Regions from separate parts of the Drosophila melanogaster genome. Here region 2 is linked to region 1. Evidence: chromatin contacts called from public targeted proximity ligation data. All regions are on one chromosome and are shown on one strand. The core of a region is the stretch at or near the end of the contact, and the rest is flanking DNA. Distances in the headings are between cores, read along the strand shown. Region 1 holds the start of Zn72D (Zinc-finger protein at 72D). Region 2 holds the start of l(3)72Dn (lethal (3) 72Dn).

Region 1 (4,866 bases), core at 942-3,441:
CGAGTGCACTGTTTCACCCCAAGGAGTATAACGTATATAGAAACTCACCTCCGAAACTGCGCGACATCCAGTTGTTGTAGTCATACTCTTCGTTGTATTGTCGGTTGCGCTGCTCCTCCCAGTAGCCGCCGTCGTGATCATCACCGCCGCGATGCGAGGACATCATGGCCCGGTTGGCACGGGCCTCAGCCAGGCGGCGCTGGCGAGGAGTGGGCTTGAAGTCGACAACTAGATCTGGCTGCACCTTTCGCTTGTACTGCAAGCGATGGCGACGGCCCTTCATATGCATCTCTTTGGCATTCGGGTCGTTGAACTTACAATCGCACAGCTTGCAATTAAAGCTCAAAATCTTGCCCTCTTCGTCCTTGACCTCTTCAATATACTCGCCGCCTACTGGCTTAATGTTGTCCGTGTTTTCGCCCAGCGAATCGTCCAGATTATCATCGAGATCTCCAGCTGCATCGCTCTCGTTCGCGCCACCTTCGGTCTTGGCAACACCAGCTCCGCCAGCAGCAGCGGGCACAAAGTTGATCTTGCCCATCTTTTTGGGCTCCTCCGAGGGAATGGGTTTGCCCAGTTTCTGGTGCAACTTGACCACCTTCTGATGCTTGGCTCCGCGTACATGGGCGGCATATGCGTCCGTACCAGTGCATGTTACATCGCACAGCTCGCAGTGGTAGTTGTTACCACGATTTTGTGTAGCACTGTTGGCACTAGCGGACATCTTCAGCGAAGCCTCGCGTTTCTTATGCTTCTGACCCTCCAGATGCTCGCGATAAGTCTGCGGCCCGGCGCACGAGATTTTGCACACTTCGCAGTAGTGCAGCTGCTGGGGACGTGGAGGTGCCTTCGGACGCATACCCCTTATGGCCGTTGCTCCTGGTATGGTGGCTCCCATCTTACGCTGATACCAGTTATTGGCGCCGCCATTTGGTTTTTGGTTTGGATTGCCCTGATGCTGTTGGGCCACATACATGCTTGCCGCATTGTAGAGTGCTGTATCATAGCCACTGTAATTGTTGCCCGCCGGAGGAGCCGAACTAGGGGGCTTGGGACCACCGTTCGACTTGTCCATCTTGCCCTTGACCTGATTCTTGACTGGCGGAGCCGAGTAGTGCGTCTTGCTGACCGAGGCTGTCGAACCGGAGGCGTTGTAGCTGGCCGGCGACTGCTGATAGAATGTCTTGGTGGCGTCGTATTGCATGGCACTTCGATAGTCGCCGTAGCCACCATAACCCCCCGCCCCAGGGCCAGAGGTGGCGCCAGCGCCCGCTCCTGCTGCTCCGCCATAACCACCCTGTCCGGCGGCCACAGCGGCATTCTGATAGGCGGCCGCATTCGCGTAGGTGGCATTGGTTACCGCCGGGTACGAGACTTGGCCCGTATTGTACTGGGTGCCGCCGTAGTTAAACCCGGCGTAGTTGTTGTTGGCCATTGTCGCGGTGCGCTGCAATTACGAAAATCGAATTTGTTTGACAATCTGTCTGCGGTTTACTAGTTTACCATTGGCATTTGCATTTGCATTTTGGACCTGCCCCCATCCCCACCAAGTGCTCTACTTACATTAGCTGTCCTATCCGACTGACTGTCAATATTTATGGGACTTCGAATGCGGATTTATTCGGGAATTTATATGTGCTTTCCGAGTAATAGCCTGTTTATAGCTGTAAAAGCAAAGTGGTCTTAGTCACGTCATGTTGAGAAAGGAGCTCCCCCCACCACTTTCCCATCCGTTTTTCATCTGCTTTTCTCTATCGATTTTTACCCCGCAGCTTTGGACGCACTTTTCGCGTGTCTGGCCCACATGCGAGTGAGCACACGTGGCGATCTCTTTTCCAACGGCATTTTAGCCCTAGTTGTGCATGGTTAAAAAACAGTTAATGCAAATGGCAATTACCTGAAATCGGTTAAATAAAATTTTTCTTCCGTCTCTATGGGCCGGTACTAGTGTGACCGCAGCGTAATCGGATAATCATACTATGTTGAGCCCGACTTGAAACAAATACCACTTTTTATTTTTGGAAGTTTTTGGAAAATATACCATTACACTATATATGTTGCTTATTTAACGGAATTTGTTTAATATTAAAATTGGTATGGTCTATTTTATTAAGACCGCTATTTGTACGATATGTATTTAACTCGCTCTACAGAATTATTTTGCCCGTTGTGCTGAAGTTTAGCATTTCAAAGATACCGAAAACTAACAAAAATACCATCACGTTGGTGGTGGGGCATGTAGTTCGGTATCAAAGTGGAACTATCGATTGTTTGACCGTTACAAAGTACTACTCCTTCGTTTGAATATATATATGATTTAAGTATATGAGCAAATAGCGTTTAAATATAAAAAAATAATAACATTTTTGAGCATTTTCTTCAATTCTGTAATTACCTAACATTCAGCTTTAAACAGTACTCTAATAATAGTTTTAGTAGTTTCTAATTTTTGAGCGTATTCTTCATTTATTCAATTACCTAACATTCAGCTTTAAACAGTACTCTAATAATAGTTCAAAGGATTTAAAATGTATCGTATTCGAATGTATTAAAATAAATTATTTTGATCCTTAAAAATTGTGGCTTATTACCCATATAAAAACTAATGAGCATATAATTAATTTGGTATGCGGCTAAAATCCGATGGCATCAAAATGCCAGCAAACGTTTTTGGTTTTGAAAATGTACGCAACAAGGCTATAAAAAATCGACATGATATCCAAGTCACTACTTCTTTTCTAGTATTTTAATTCGGTATCGCGTTTAACACGACGATATTGTCGCCAACGGTCACACTGCACAACTCGTCCGTACCTCGGCGGTCCGTAAACAATATTTACTCGGTTTTCGGCTAAATCGCCAGAGAAACGCAACGGGAAATCGTTTAAAATGCGCCCCAGTGCACCGAGTTTGAACGCAAAATGAATTGAAGTGAGTGCATCTGCCACAGGGCCCAGAAAATTTCCCCCGACATTGCAGGCTGTACAAAACCTATACTGAAACACACGCACACAGTCGCACAGACACGGACGTGGGTTTATGCCACCACCCGCTGGCCACTAAAGTAGAAATTACTAATACTACGGCTGGCACGATGCTCCATATTGCCACTGGAGACATGTACAAGATGCATTTGTTTTCTTTTTGTTTTAAATATTTTTATGCGGATTTTCGAAAAATATGAATTTTTCCTAATAGAAATCATCAATTATTAAGTGCTCCACTTTCGAGTTGAACTTTTTTTTAAATTTAGTGCATTCACGAATATTGCGCACTCGCCACCCGCATAAACGAGCGGCATTGCCAGATCGTTGGTTACGTGTTTTTCGCACGCTATCTGGCAACGTCCACCAGCCTCGATTTTCGCTTTGCACGCGCATTCGTGAAAATGGCGGCGTTCTGGCACCGTCGCTGCCAAATTTTTTGTACATCAAAATAATCAAAATAAAGCATTCTTCCAGTGCTCAACAATCAGTCCGTGCGAGCACGCGCGAGTGTGTGTGTGCGCAGGAAAACCCGCCGATCGGGAAAAGTGTAGAAAGGCTTAGCGGCGCAAACAAAAGGCAGCGAATTAGCGAGATAACACACACGCGACAACGACTGCAACGGATGCGCCAGGAGAAAGGCCGACGACAGTGACGGCAAAGGCGAGTGCGAGTGAGCCAGCGCAGCACCAATTCAGCGGAGCACCCGCTTTTTTGGCCAAGGTGAATGCGATTACCTGTGCGCGGCATCCAGGTGTACGCAGCATCTGGTTTATGGCGCACGGCCGCCAGGTAGCCGGCGGTCAGGTAGCACCTCCACCGCCTACCTGTTTCTCCACCGCCTCGAGCCGAATCTTGTATAAATACTAAAAGCGCCTCCCCTTGCATTGCAGTTCGCTTCTGGAGCGCACAGCATGCAACAACTCCGCCAACACCAACACAGGATGTGCGCAACTAGTTGATCGGAACAGGATCGCTCGCCCACACCAACACACAGAAGTCAGTGGAATAGGAGAAACACACTCGCCAATAACATAAACACCACACAGCACGATGAACACCAGCCAGACAGCTGCCGGCAATCGCATCACCTTCACCAGCCAGCCGCTGCCCAATGGCACCATCAGCATAGCCGGCAATCCCGGCGCGGTCATCTCCACGGCCCAGCTACCGAATACCACCACCATCAAGACGATCCAGGCGGGGATCGGTGGTCAGCATCAGGGACTTCAGCAGGTGCATCATGTCCAACAGCAGCAGCAGTCGCAACAGCAACAACAGCAGCAACAGCAGACGCAATCCGTAGGTGCCACCCAAACACAAACCCTAGTTATTAAATCCAACCACCATGCTGTCACCCTGCCGGCGGGTCTAGTCTCAAGTGCACCAGCAGGAATCGTAACCATGACCAAGACCATCAATCAGGTATCCATATTAAAGCTAAACCCACTCTTCGGGCGCTAGGCGATCGCAACTCGGGCGTATCACTTCGTCCAAATCTGATCCCCAATCAAAACCCCCTCAATTCCTCGCTCGAATCGGATAGTAGTGGCCGCACACACTTTGGTTGTATACTTTTATTATGCTTTCATCTGTCTACCTCGCTGCCCGAAATTCCCATATCCTTATCCAAATGGGGTTAGTCCCAGGCTTGATAACGTATTTTACGCTTAAAAAATATCCTTAATTCATTAATGTGAAATCTGAAACTTATATCTGAGTTGAAATCTGAAACTTATATCTGAGTTTGTTGCACTCATTTTTGTACTTTTATTTAAAATTAATTTCTTTTTTTACGAATGTCATATCAATTCACTTCATTAGAACTTAAAGCAGTTTAATCACCATAAAAGACATATCTTTAATTTGAAATACTTTATCC
Region 2 (4,866 bases), core at 856-3,355, 120 kb after region 1:
ATCAACTGAAGAGCGGTTTCCATTTGATAACTTTTTAGACTTGCTGTTGCTCACAAGCTCTTTGGGATCCAGATGCTGATCCCTCTCCAACACATACAAATTGCCCTCGGTGTGAACAATAAATATATTACGATTTTGTGGATCCAGGCTGATTCCATTGATGCAATGGCGCCTGGTCTCGGGTATCAGGTACTCATTAGTTTCACAGGTGAATATCCGATTGACCAAATCGTACTCCACCAGCTGGCCATTGGCGTAGGCGACCACCACGCGTGGGTAATCCTCGTGCATGGATAGGGCGGTGGTACCTGCTCGGTGTCTTGGTAGGTTCAGCAGGTGCTTGTATTGTTTTCCATGTAGTTTCCAAACTGATATTATGTGGTCTGAGCTCGCAGCCACAATGTATTCGCCATGCGAAGAGATAACCACGTGGCTAATCGTATTCTTACACTTCTCACTCAAATCGATGGTATATTTGAATGTAACCAGATCTTCCTCTAAAGTAAACCAACTTAGATGATTGTTCTGCGGGTTGAGCAGCACTAGATCTCCCTGCTTTGTGAAAATTATATGACTGGCTGGTTGAAGTTCCTCGGGAAGATCGTCTACCAGACGCTCCACCTGCAGGGGATCACTTTTCAAACGACTGATTCGGAGTTCCTTTAAGGTAGAGTAGCAAATCCAGTTTGCATCTGATGAAATGGCAGCAGACTGTATAAAGTTGTGCTCTTTGACATTTAGTTGGAGAAGTTTCTGGGGTGGCAGCTCCAGAAGTTGTTCCTCCGTGTGGCCGACGGGCAGTGCCCAGGGTTTCTTCTTGTCCTCGCCTTGCGGGGCCACAGAACCCAAGCGCCACAGGTGCACGCTGTTGGGATATCGCAAAAGCAAAAGCTTTTTACTGATTGCCATGGAAGCTACGGAACCTTTCAGAAAGGGAGCATGCTGCGACAAATGTGCCTGCATTCGTTCACTGGACGTAATGGTCAATATGCCATCCCTGCCTCCCGAATAAATTTGATCGTCGATAACCAACAGGGATTTCACATAGTGTTTGTGGGCATCGCGCTGTAGGAATTTAATCCAACGCTCGCTGGTGGACTCTTCCCGCTTTATCTTGGTTTTGCTGAAAATCCGGATGAGCGGCGGCTGCATTCCACTGCAAACTAATCGATCCTCCTTATTATTCACAGCCAGGGCAAATACGTTTTTATCCAGAACTCGTGTGGAATCTATCTGTGTCGCGTTATCCGCATCCCAAACGGTAACAAATCCCGCTGAATCACCGGCAATAATCGTATTATCGGATAGCACCTGCAGGGACCAAACTATTACGTTCTTTTCGGATAGGGTCATCGTGTGCAGAGTGGTTCCCTTGAGGACGTTCCAAATGCGAACAAATCCCTCAGTGCCGGTCACCAGTTTAGTTCCAGTCTTATCAAACTTGATGCAGAGAACGCGACCTTTTTGCTTGTTAAATAGGGATTTATAGGTGATTTCGTCATTCTCAATACTCAGGATGTTGATGTGCCCTTCCTCTGAGCCAATGGCAATATCCGTTTCCGCGGGATTCACATCGATACTCCAGAGAGCATTGCCAGTGGGCGAGTGCTCATATCGTTGTTTTAGCTTAATCACATCCCACTCGATCAGTTTACCACTTAAATCCACGGAAAATAAGCGGTTTCCCGCCCAGGCTATAGATTCCACATGAGAATCGGTGGGCAGGTGGATTACACGATCCAAATACGGGGCGTGCTCCAGGTTCCATAGCTCAATGACGGGTGTTGCACTGCAAAGAGTGTACTTATTAGTTTACTGCACAGTAATTATTAGGTTTTTTTTAATTTTCAATAATTTACCGACTCAGAGCGAGGCACTTGCTCGATTTACTATACGCCAAGCTGACAATTTCACGCGGCTTTATAGTGTAGAAGCGCACATTATGCACCTGATGCTTGCCCCTTTGCTGGGGTTCCTTCTTCGCATTATTCGTCATTTTATTTAGTTAATACAATTATTTAGTTAAGAAGAAATAAGGAACAACAACTGAAACAAAATTCCTCTGGAGATGCACGTGTGTGCCTAAGAGTTGCCAGATAGTCTATTTTGTGAGGTAAACAAAGCTGAAGAGTTGCCATCTGACTAAAAATATACCAGATTAACCCTTAGGCAGCCGCTCTATGGCCGCTCAAAAACTTATTTTCAAAATTAAAAATTCTTTTATAAATGTAATTATTAACTATGTCATTATTAAAGATAAATTCTTAGAGATGCATATAAAAAAATTTAATTAGTTTTTATTTCGAATTCATTTTAGTTTTAAGGTTATAGTAGAATGAAAATCTTGAGTTCAATAATCTTTTAAAAACATAATCCAAACAACTACAAAATTAATAAATAAACTTGTTCAATTTACGCATTGGACTAAAGAGTATCTCCTTAAGTATTTTGGATATTTTCCACATCTGGTCAGTCTAAAGGGGGTGGTTTTTGCAAATGTTTTCTTTTGTTGTTGCTGTGGTCCGAAGGAAAATAATTTGGAACTGAAAATTAAACCAATCAACTAATTAAATTAAGTAAAGAAGCTATTAAAATAACGGAAAGCATGATATAGCAAATAAGGGGCACGTAAATTACACTTGGAAGTACAAATTAAACCTGCTGCAAGGATGTCGCCAAATTCTATGTGGATTTTCGGCCTCATAAGTGGTAAATAAATTACGAACAATAGAAAAAATCCAAGCTGATGCTAAATGATTTACAAAACCAACAGCTCTGCTTCTGACTCTGGGTTCGACGGGGCTATCCTCGAAGGTTTTGGAGCTCAGTGACCGGTTCATCGATGTGCGACACGAGGGCCAATGGTTGGTCATGTTCTATGCCCCGTGGTGCGGCTACTGCAAGAAAACGGAGCCCATTTTTGCTCTGGTGGCTCAGGCTTTGCATGCCACCAACGTTCGAGTGGGTCGCCTAGATTGTACCAAGTATCCGGCGGCGGCGAAGGAGTTCAAGGTGAGAATATACCATATTTGGTCCAAGTTCCTTATAAGCATCCCCAAATTCTTACAGGTTCGTGGCTATCCCACCATTATGTTCATCAAGGGCAACATGGAGTTCACCTACAACGGAGACCGCGGTCGCGATGAGCTGGTGGATTATGCCTTAAGGATGTCTGGGCCTCCAGTTCAGCTGGTCACGCGAACGGAGAGTGTGGACATGCTAAAGGGATCCCATACGATATTTTTCATTTTCGTAGGCCAACAGGAGGGCGTGGTGTGGGATACATACTATGCTGCAGCTGAAGGTTACCAAGAGCATGGATTTTTCTATGCCACCAGCGAGGATATCGCTGCCCAACACTTTGACTTTGAGAAACTGCCAGCGGTGATTGTCTACAAAGAAGAGCAGCACCACTTCTATCCGCATGGGCATTTGGCGCACGAAATGGACCCCAATGAAGTGAACGAAACCGTTTTCCAATGGGTGAACGTGGAGAGGTTCACACTCTTCCCAAAGGTCACTCGGTTCAACATCCACCAGCTGCTCAAGACAAACAAGTACTTGGTTTTGGCTGTGGTACAGGAGGATAAGCTCAATCAGATAGCCACGCATGAGCTGGAGTTTCGGGACATGGTGGAGGGCGTGATAAGAAAGCATAGGGCGCGATATCATGACAAATTCCAATTTGGATGGGTAAGTGATTCTATCATAGTTTTATCGATTTGGAGCTAATCAATATTTCCATTTCAGATTGGCGAGCCATCAATAGCACATTCCATTATCTTGGATCAACTGCCCACGCCTCACTTGATAGCGATTAATTCGAGCACCCAACACCACTTCATACCCGAAGATGATCCAATGCAAATGACTCCACAGGCACTGCACCTTTTCCTAGAATCCATCCGCAACGAAAGTGCCATTGCCTATGGAGGAGATACGTACTTTGTACGTTTGAATCGGGCACTGTTCGAAGTGCGAAGAGCATTAAGGGATATGTGGCTGGGAAATCCCGTGCTGACCACTGTCATCTTCGGCCTGCCATTGGGATTCTTATCGCTCATCATGTACTCTATTTTCTGCGGCGATTGCTTGGTCACAGAAGAAGATCCCGATGAAGATCACGAGAAGAAGGAGTAAAGGGATAACTTAAAAATGAATCTAGTGAAAGCTTTTGATTGCGAGTGAATGTTAGAGAAAGTAAATAAGATGATCTCATAGTGCATTTCCGAGCAAGATCATAAAAAGCTAGGAACATACAAGAATATGAAATGATAAATCCCTATAAGAAGTCGTAGAAGACCCCACCCCTCCTCTAGACCACTTTTCTACCGCATATAAATGTAAGCCAAATCTAGTCCTATGTCAGTGTATGTCATTGCCGCTTGGCACGAACTTCCAATACGCTTTAAGATTCGCCATCTGACACAAAGAAGTCCATACGTATTTGGGCATCTAGTTTTGTTTCTCGTTTTAAGTTAGTAAAAGTAATAAACATGATTTAGCGGATGTGAGGAGCGGGCATAACTTAAATTAGATGTTGGGCGGAATTTCGGACGAATCAGCAGCCGTAATCCTCGTCGTCGTCGCTATCGATGGCCGCCCGCCGCCGATCGTATTTCACGGAGGACTTGCTCTGCGGCATCTGAGCATTGACGCTTTCGAGGATGCTGACGAACTGGGCGTCATCAAGTTTTCCACGCACCTGACCCATCTGGGCCATGCGGATGACCATGTTCTCGAACATTTGCGCCTTCTCCGGCTTGCTGACTTTGAGGGTATTAACTAAATGATATTTTATAAGTTATTAGCTAGAGATATTCAAGGTCTAGATCCACATACGTCGTGCCCTGGCCTGCTGGTCCA

What was found.
Region 2: a contact with region 1 is called in a targeted proximity ligation map of the Kc167 cell line, with 2.5 times the contacts expected there. A contact is called at or near these places in 1 of 107 Hi-C or Micro-C datasets (the Kc167 cell line) and 2 of 7 datasets of targeted methods (the Kc167 cell line and the S2 cell line).

The regions. Positions count from the first base shown.
Region 1 is chr3L:16,110,435-16,115,300 of dm6, forward strand. It overlaps Zn72D (Zinc-finger protein at 72D), which reads right to left and starts at 2,192. Exons shown (of 6, transcript NM_001274995.1): 1 at 1,898-2,192; 2 at 1,564-1,664; 3 at 49-1,447. The coding sequence starts at 1,435. It overlaps Taf4 (TBP-associated factor 4), which reads left to right and starts at 2,778. Exons shown (of 11, transcript NM_079378.4): 1 at 2,778-2,931; 2 at 3,451-3,707; 3 at 3,878-4,286. The coding sequence starts at 4,038.
Region 2 is chr3L:16,226,632-16,231,497 of dm6, forward strand. l(3)72Dn (lethal (3) 72Dn) reads right to left here and starts at 2,106. Exons shown (of 3, transcript NM_140589.3): 1 at 1,860-2,106; 2 at 1-1,789. The coding sequence starts at 1,996. It overlaps Tmx3 (Thioredoxin-related transmembrane protein 3), which reads left to right and starts at 2,469. Exons shown (of 4, transcript NM_140590.4): 1 at 2,469-2,709; 2 at 2,774-3,012; 3 at 3,070-3,693; 4 at 3,751-4,508. The coding sequence starts at 2,670. The coding sequence ends at 4,140. It overlaps PDCD-5 (Programmed Cell Death 5), which reads right to left. Exons shown (of 3, transcript NM_140591.4): 2 at 4,843-4,866; 3 at 4,450-4,785. The coding sequence ends at 4,562.